Linked DNA regions of Mus musculus: all the other regions are linked to region 1. The links are chromatin contacts, called in public promoter capture Hi-C maps. All regions are on one chromosome and are shown on one strand. Each heading gives the region's core, a stretch centred on a gene start, on an enhancer-like site or on the middle of the called end of the contact. The rest is flanking DNA. Distances are from core to core; before and after follow the strand shown.

Region 1 (2,586 bases), core at 42-2,541:
CGCGCCTGCCATCGCGCCCAGGACGGAGGAATTCGCTCAGGCCACCCCCGCCCCTGTGGAACCATCTCATAAGAGAAGGACGTCTGCTGACAAGTCTCCTCCCGTCGGGGCTGGGGAGTGAATGTGCTCGGAATCGGGGAGGGAGGGAGAGAGGTACAGAGTGGGAGAGAGAGAGAGAGACAAGTTCGTCCAGCTTCGGGGCTGCGTGGCTACTCTCCAGAGCAGCAGCGCCTGCCTGCCCGGGCGACTTGTCAACCCCCTCCCTTCTCCCCGCCATTTAGGTCCTGACGCCCGGACGGCCCTCGGAGAAGTCCAGGTCTCTTTTCCTCATCGCCCCAGCGGAGAGGATGGCCGAAGCCGGAGTCACCCGCCACACACTGCTGAACTGGACTCTGGCAGCGTCTGCTTGGGTTGGGTCACTTTCCGGGATAGTAGGGGGTCTAACCCTCCCGGGTCCGGGGCGGAGTCCCGATGGACGACAGTGTAAGCCATGCCAAGTGCCCAGGAGAGGCTCTGAGTGGGGCTGCAGTCCCCTTAGGAGACAGGACGGATCGGCCTGGGGGAGGGGACGCTCTGGCCGAGCCAGGCTCGCTGCCTCCCCCAGGAAGAGGCGCCGGAGCCGCCGCCCGGCCGCCGAGGGGGAGGGGTGACAGGCACGGGAGCTCGCCGAGCCGCCTCCGCCGCTCCAGCTCCAGGCCTTGGGGTTGCGGGCGCCCGCGGGGCAGGGAGGAGAAAGTGTGACAACCTGATCTAGAAGAGAAGGACTTCACCTGTCGGCGGGTCCACTCCGAGCCGGGCTGAAATGGTGGCACGGCCGACCCCCCGCCTCGCTCCTCCCGGTGTCTCGGCTCCGGGTCCTTCACTCGAAAATGGCGCCTAAAATCCAAACTCGAACGGAAATTCGTTACAAACGCGCGCAAGGGTTTCTGGGACCCGCGAATTTGAAAAAAAGTGCGGCGAGTCCCACCGCCATCTTCGGGCCGTTCGGGCGCATGCGCGGGCTCTACCCCAGGGACCGTGGCGCCGAGGGCCAAGTTACGACTGGGAAGGGAGAGCAAGCAGGGCTACGTCCTTTCTGTGGACTTTAACAGAAATGAGAGTTTCGCACTTCTAGAACGACAGCATTTGAAAAACTGGAGGAATTTGAAAAAGAAGGAAAAAAAACAAAACAAAACAAGCAGGGTCCCGCCTACAATTGTAGGCGGGTCCAAGTTGCCCAATAACACCTTCCAGGGAGAGGGCGGGCTCGGTTAGGGGCGGGGTCAAGAGCCCGCTCGGGTGACTGGCACCTAGCAAGTATCGCGGGAACATGGCAGGGGGAAACGCTCGCAGCGCTTAGAAATCACTATGGTGACGGAAAGGTCGGGAGGCTATTTGGTAACTAGTTCGAGCTCTGAGAGCAGTCGCCACCGCTTTCCTGGAACTTGAGGTAAATTTCTTCATCTCCAGAGCCTTTGAAGAAAGGGCTTGGAAGCGGTAGCGGTCATTAAGACCTAGCTTCTCTTGGTTAGATGGGATGAGCTTTGCGGGAGCATCAGTTATTTTCCATCTTCTTCCAGCCACCAGGGTGTTGATCTTGGGATGTGGAGTTTACAGGTAAAGCGAGGAAACCGGGATTATTGAGTTAACCTTGTAGTCCATTTATGAATAACAATGATTTTTGAACTATTTTGTGTAAGTGACACTACTGAAAGGTGTTGAGTTTAAATAACCATTTGGCCAGCAGGGCTCCTAGTGGGAGAAAGGATTCGCTGGTGATAACTAGTTACCGTTATGGGGGAATTAGTTCATAAGTAGCATTTGTCTTTGTTACACAGTGAAAGGAATAGCAAGGGTTGTTAAATGGATGCGGCAATTCCTAATCCCGAGCGGTTTAGTTTCCTTAATGGGCTTTTAACCTGAGTTTGAGGATAATGATGGTTGGGACAGAGTTTCTGACTCTCCGAAAATTGTATACCAAGTTTTGTGTGTTTTGGCATTGTTTTCCTGAATGTTTAGTGACCCTATAATTTTGAAAAACGGTCTGTATCACTCATCCTCCCCAATGTTAAAGAACCGCTGATTAATTTCGCTGCCCCCAGTAAGTATTTATACAGCAACTTTTAAATTGAGAGCTGTTAGCCTTTCTCTTTTTTTTTCCTCAACCTATTTAGGGTTTGGCATTTTAGAGCACCAATAAACCTTTTTTTTTTAAAAAAAAAGATTTATTTATTATTATAATCTAAGTATACTATAGCTGTCTTCAGGTGCACCAGAAAAGGGTGTCAGATCTCATTACAGATGGTTGTGAGCTACCATGTGGTTGCTGGGATTTGAACTCAGGACCTTCAGAGAAGAGCAGTCAGTGCTCTTAACCACTACTGAGCCATCTCTCCAGCCCACCAACCTTTAATGAATGAATTTACATTGTTCTAAAATATATTATGGCTTTGAGATGCCTAACACTTAGATTCAGTGATTCTCAGGAAGTGCTGGAGAGGACTACAAGTGTGGGAGTCTGGAGGAGTTTGGAGATTGGTGTGGTTTGAATAAACGTTTGCTAATATAATAATGTACCTTTATATTTCTAGTTGAAAATAAATTGTC
Region 2 (2,586 bases), core at 51-2,550, about 18 Mb after region 1:
CCTGGAACGCCTGTTCCAGGGAATCTGACACTCTCATGCAGAGATACATACAGTCAAAACAGCAATGTTCTTAAAATAAAAATAAATTATTTAAAAAGAAAACAGTGTCTTGAATAGGCAAACTGGGCATTTAGTACTTTCAGATAACACCTAAACTTCCCAACTATCCTACAAGGATAAGTTTTACGTTATCAATAGACAACTATAGTAGAGATTAAGTAACAACTAAAGAATATATTGTTGAAATGTAGTATACCCAAATGGTACAGAGACATGACCGTTTGAATCTTGTTCTATATAGGCTCCTGGCATTATAGCCAATCCCATTGTTAAGTGAGCTAATGGACTCTAGATCTAGAGTTCTGAGGACCACACACTGGATGCCTCTGCCATCTGAACCAGTCAGATCACTGTCATCTAACATCTATAAAAATTTTTTTTAAAGATTTACTTATTTGTTTTATGTAAGTACACTGTCACTGTCTTCAAATACACCAGAAGAGGGCATGGGATCCCATTACAGAGGGTTGTGAGCCACCATGTGGTTGCTGGAAATTGAACTCAGGACCTCTGGATGGCTAAGCAGTGCTATTAATTGCTTAGCCATCTCTCCAGCCTCCATATATAAGAATTTTATCAGGGCCTGGTGACAAAGGTCTATAATCCCAGCTCCTCAGGAGGCAGGAAGATCAAGTGCATGGGAACCTTAGCGAGACCCTTTCTCAAAAAGTTAAAAAAAAAAACAAAAACAAAAAAAAAAAAACTATGTGGGGCTATGTAGCTCAGTGGTAAGGCACTTGACGGCGATGTAGGATTCCACCCCGATGAATAACAGAACCTACCTCATAGGACTGAGAGGAATCAATGTGATTTTGAGTATAAGTGGATTTTAGGAACTGTTAAGAGCCTTTGCAAATACAAAGTTCCCTTCGTCAACAAGTTTATCTTTGAGCACATCTCTTAGTAGATGCTAATAATCACAGCACATCCTACAGTCACTGTAATGACTCGTGTAAAGCACACGAGTTTTTGGCTGACAAACGAACTCTGTAGTAAACCTGACCAGCACCCTGGAGATGGACAAACTGCTTTCCCAGCCCCAACCCTCTTCGTACCCTTTGTTTTATTCACAGCCCACTAAGTCCGGGTTCTTGGGAACCTTGTACTGAATGAAGGTAGGAGTCTGGCCCACCTGCGAGTCCCAGTTCTGCTGCCAGGGGGCGCTGCGCTCTGCGCCACCAACCGGAGATGCGCGCGCAGGGAGAAGGCGGTGCCAGCTCGGCCAAACGAGCAACCCGAGAAGAGGCGGAGCCTGCGGAACAAGATGGCGCCGTCCGTAGTGCTGCGCTCGTTTTCGCGGCTGCTGGCCCCCGCCCGGCTGCCGAGCTGCTGTGAGTGTCTTTTCAGAGCCCATTCGGCCCTCAGCCTAGCCCTCATCCAACACGAGCCACCCTGGAATCTCCGGAGGAGGAGGAGGTCGCGGTCCAGGCCGACCTGCAGTGACCTTCACTGGCCGCGAGCCGGGTTCTCCACTCATCATTAGCCGTCAGCTTTCCTCCAGGCTAAACCCTGACCTCTGCGAATGGATTTTGAGTCTTTTTGTCCCAGGCTTTTCAATGTCTGGGAGACCCTTCCGGGGCTGCCTCCCAACCTCCCACTCCAGAGCCTATGAGGGCCGACGAGGCTTTAACCCAAGCTTTGAAGGCGCCCTGAGTACCAAGGACGACCTTCTGTCTCTGCTGGTGTCCCCGAACAAATTACTTAGGTTCTTTGAACTATGTTTCCTTGACTCTTTAAATTGGGGACGAACAGATAGAGGACAAATGACAACAAAGCCGTAGTGGAGCGCGCCTGGAATCCCAGCCCGGTGGAAGTGGAGACAGGCAATCAGGAATTCAGGGCCAGCCCGCACTACAAGAACCTCTATCTCAAAAATTACATCACTAGTATATGTTAGATATTCCTCGCAGACATCAATAAAACACATATTCTCTTTCCTTTTTCAGCTTCAACACGGTCGAAGTTCTATGTCCGGGAGCCAGTCAATGCCAAACCTAACTGGTTGGCAGTTGGACTGTCCGTGGGCGCCTCGGTTTTCATGTGGATTTATGTGAGTACCGTACTCACCGAGTCCCCTGGAGCTGAAGTTACAGACATTTCTGAGCTGCTTGTTGTTGGTCCTGGGGACCAAACTTGGGTCCTTTGCAAGCAGTACATGCTCTTAACTGCCAAGCCATCTCTGCGGCTCCAAGTTCATCTACATTTTTGAAAGTTTTTCCTGATGGAAGGCTTAATTGCTGCGGAGATCATTAAGGATTGAAATTAGGTCTTTGATTCCCAAGAATCTTATCATTGCATTAGTCATTGTTCTAGTTACACAGTCTGTCAGACTGTGGTTCTAAGAAAGTAGCTGCTCTCTGACTTCTAATTAACATACACAGAGGTGAGGGTTGGTCATTTAATCACAGTGTGAGGCTTCTAAGGTTGGAAGGACAGCATACTGTATTTAGACATTGCATACACACACACACACACACACACACACACACACAGAGGTACACAAAAGTATAGCATATACTTATCAGC
Region 3 (2,586 bases), core at 30-2,529, about 10 Mb after region 1:
GCCTGTACTCCTGTGCACACGCTCAGATACAGACGCATAAATAAATAAATAAATAATCTAAACAAAAGAAAACAATCTCAACTATCTGGCAGTGTTTAGAAGATTGCAACTAGCACCTCATAACTATCTGGCGAATAAATTATGATAGTCTATCTGAACAGGATAAGCATGGCTCTTAAAAATGTATATTCCTAGACTGGCAGAAGTATAAAAGCTTTGCCGTGTCTCAGGAGGACATAACTTCCAATTCTCAAAAATAAGACATTCGTCCTAATGATGCTATCTTTCTTCTTACATTGTTATCAACGATTTTTTTCTTTCCCACTTCTTTTCTACTTGAATCTTTTGTTTATTCAAACTTACATACCCAAGCCATAACATAGTATAGCACCTTTCCCAGTGTTGTCCAAGTTTGTTGTTGTTGTTTAAGCACCACAATATGTGTCAGCTTTAAATTCCTAGCGTCTTCTCATGTTCTACTTCTTAAATACTGTCTCACAGCTGTTTCAATCGAAAACATTAGACTATCATTATCCTGCTCACTGTCGCCACCTTAAGCCACATCTTCAGCATGAAACCTAACCTACACTAGCAATGTCTTGCTCCCTATCAACTCCCACAAACCTCATAACAATAAGGGAGCATATAATTTTTAATAATACTTAAGTTCAGATGAATTCGGTGTGAAGAGTCTTGTTTCTTCTATTAAGAAGGGTCCAAGCAACACCCGGCATTGCAGACCACAGGTCACACATCAAACTAATACTTTCTGTTACCTGTCTATTCCTATGGAAGATGAAGAACGATGGATGGATAACTGGGAGGAGGGACTACTGGGGACGGAGACTTCACTTCCCATTGGGATGCTATTACCAAATAAACTAAAAGACAGTTTGGTCCTTCCAGGAGGAAAGGCAAGACGGACTTCCAAGGCTTGCTAAGGAATTCTCCAGCGCGAAGACACAGAAAGAAATCACCGTAAAGGAAGAGTCTCTCGCTCTTTTGGAACTCACCTGTCAACAGCGGTGTGGACGGCGCCATCTTGTCCCGGAAAGAGAAACCCACGCGCTGGGGTGAGAGTTCAAGAAAGGCCGAACCCGGCCTCTACACGTCTCCCCAAGCGCAAAGTCTGCGAGTCGGTGTTTCCGGCGCCGCCAGCCTCGGGGCCAATCCACGTCTGGTTCCCGAGCGCGCACGCGCAGCTCTGGCTCCTCGTTTTCCGGAGCGGGGAAGAGCCTGGCTGCGGTGGCGGCCGGCGCTCGCCCTCCCTCTCCGGAGCGGGCGGAGTCCACACTTCCGCGGGGCGGGGTCTGCCCAGTGCTGACGTTGGCAGCCGAACCCGAACTAGTTCGAGGTTGCCGGTTGCACTGTCCGGTGGTTGGACTCTTGCCTCTCGGCCCTGCGGCCCGCTCTCCCCGGCACGCCGCCCCAAAGGCTGCTCAGACCGCCGCGATCGGCGGCTGCCGGTGTTCCAGCGCTCCGCGTCCCGGCCCAGTGGCTGTAGACGGCGTAGGCACCGCGATCAGAGCCGAGCCTCCCTCCCGGTGGCCCGGGACCGGCGAGCGAGCGAGTCCGAGAGGTTCTTGGGGCAGGTGGCGCTGCGAAAATGGTCGCCAAGCAGAGGATCCGTATGGCCAACGAGAAGCACAGCAAGAACATAACTCAGCGCGGCAACGTCGCTAAGACCTCGGTAAGGGAAAGTGGGCACCCCGCTCCATGTCGTGGCCGGGAGCCGAGGCCCGCGCCCCGCGCCCGGCCGGGGCCGCGGCGAGTTCTCCCCAGACCCGCCTGACTCCGGACTCCCGCTGCGGTGGAATCTGGGGTGGGGGGAGAGATCTGTGAGTCGGCCGGCCGGCCACCTGGCCTGGGGTGCAGGCCTTGGGAGCCCGGGATCCGAGAGTGCTTTCTCTGCATTTGAAACCGGGTTTTTTCTTTTTGCAGAGAAATGCCCCCGAAGAAAAGGCGTCGGTAGGACCCTGGTTATTGGCCCTCTTCATTTTTGTTGTCTGTGGCTCTGGTAAGTGTTTGGGGGGCTCTCGCGGTTTGGAATGACGTGGATGAGTGGCGAGTCCTACCTACCCGCGTGGTTCTCAACCCACCTGCTAAGAGAATTGTTTCTAGTGAACTGGATAACTTGTACCACAGAGGGTGGTGCCCCAGAAATTTCTCTTACCTTGATTTATGCTCATTGAAGATCAAAAAGAGAGAGAGAGAGAAATTAGATCTTCCTAATGATCCCTTAGAAGAAATTAAGCACCAAATATCTCTGATTTGCATTGTAACTTTATTATCGATAGTGTTGCAAAAAACTTAGCGAACATCGTGAACATCTGGATACTAGAACAGGACTGAACGATACCAGTACCTAAGGTCTCTATGTCAAAAACTAAGTATATAAAGTAAGGGTAGTACAAAGAATTGATTTTCTGTAGAGGAAACATACCTGCTGGGATATTTAATGTATGAGACAAGTGTTTTCAGGTAAGATTAGTTATTAAGACAGCCTGGTTTTAAGATGATAGACTCTTGCCCCTGCGGATGGATGTATTACAGACTGTCCTCCTGCTCTGCCTGCTGCTTTAATAG

Evidence for each region. Promoter capture Hi-C pulls out the DNA fragments that hold promoters and counts their contacts.
Region 2: a contact with region 1 is called in a promoter capture Hi-C map of cranial neural crest. The contact joins the promoter of Ndufc1 here to the promoter of Ift80 in region 1.
Region 3: a promoter capture Hi-C map of cranial neural crest shows a contact between it and region 1. The contact joins the promoter of Eif2a here to the promoter of Ift80 in region 1.

Annotation. Positions count from the first base shown.
Region 1 is chr3:69,003,275-69,005,860 of GRCm38.p6, reverse strand. Ift80 (intraflagellar transport 80) reads left to right here and starts at 1,291. Exons shown (of 20, transcript NM_026641.2): 1 at 1,291-1,429. Smc4 (structural maintenance of chromosomes 4) reads right to left here and starts at 1,123. Exons shown (of 24, transcript NM_133786.4): 1 at 771-1,123.
Region 2 is chr3:51,407,669-51,410,254 of GRCm38.p6, reverse strand. It overlaps Ndufc1 (NADH:ubiquinone oxidoreductase subunit C1), which reads left to right and starts at 1,300. Exons shown (of 4, transcript NM_025523.1): 1 at 1,300-1,391; 2 at 2,007-2,110. The coding sequence starts at 1,325.
Region 3 is chr3:58,524,514-58,527,099 of GRCm38.p6, reverse strand. It overlaps Eif2a (eukaryotic translation initiation factor 2A), which reads right to left and starts at 1,279. Exons shown (of 14, transcript NM_001005509.2): 1 at 1,014-1,279. The coding sequence starts at 1,041. Serp1 (stress-associated endoplasmic reticulum protein 1) reads left to right here and starts at 1,216. Exons shown (of 3, transcript NM_030685.3): 1 at 1,216-1,690; 2 at 1,942-2,017. The coding sequence starts at 1,607.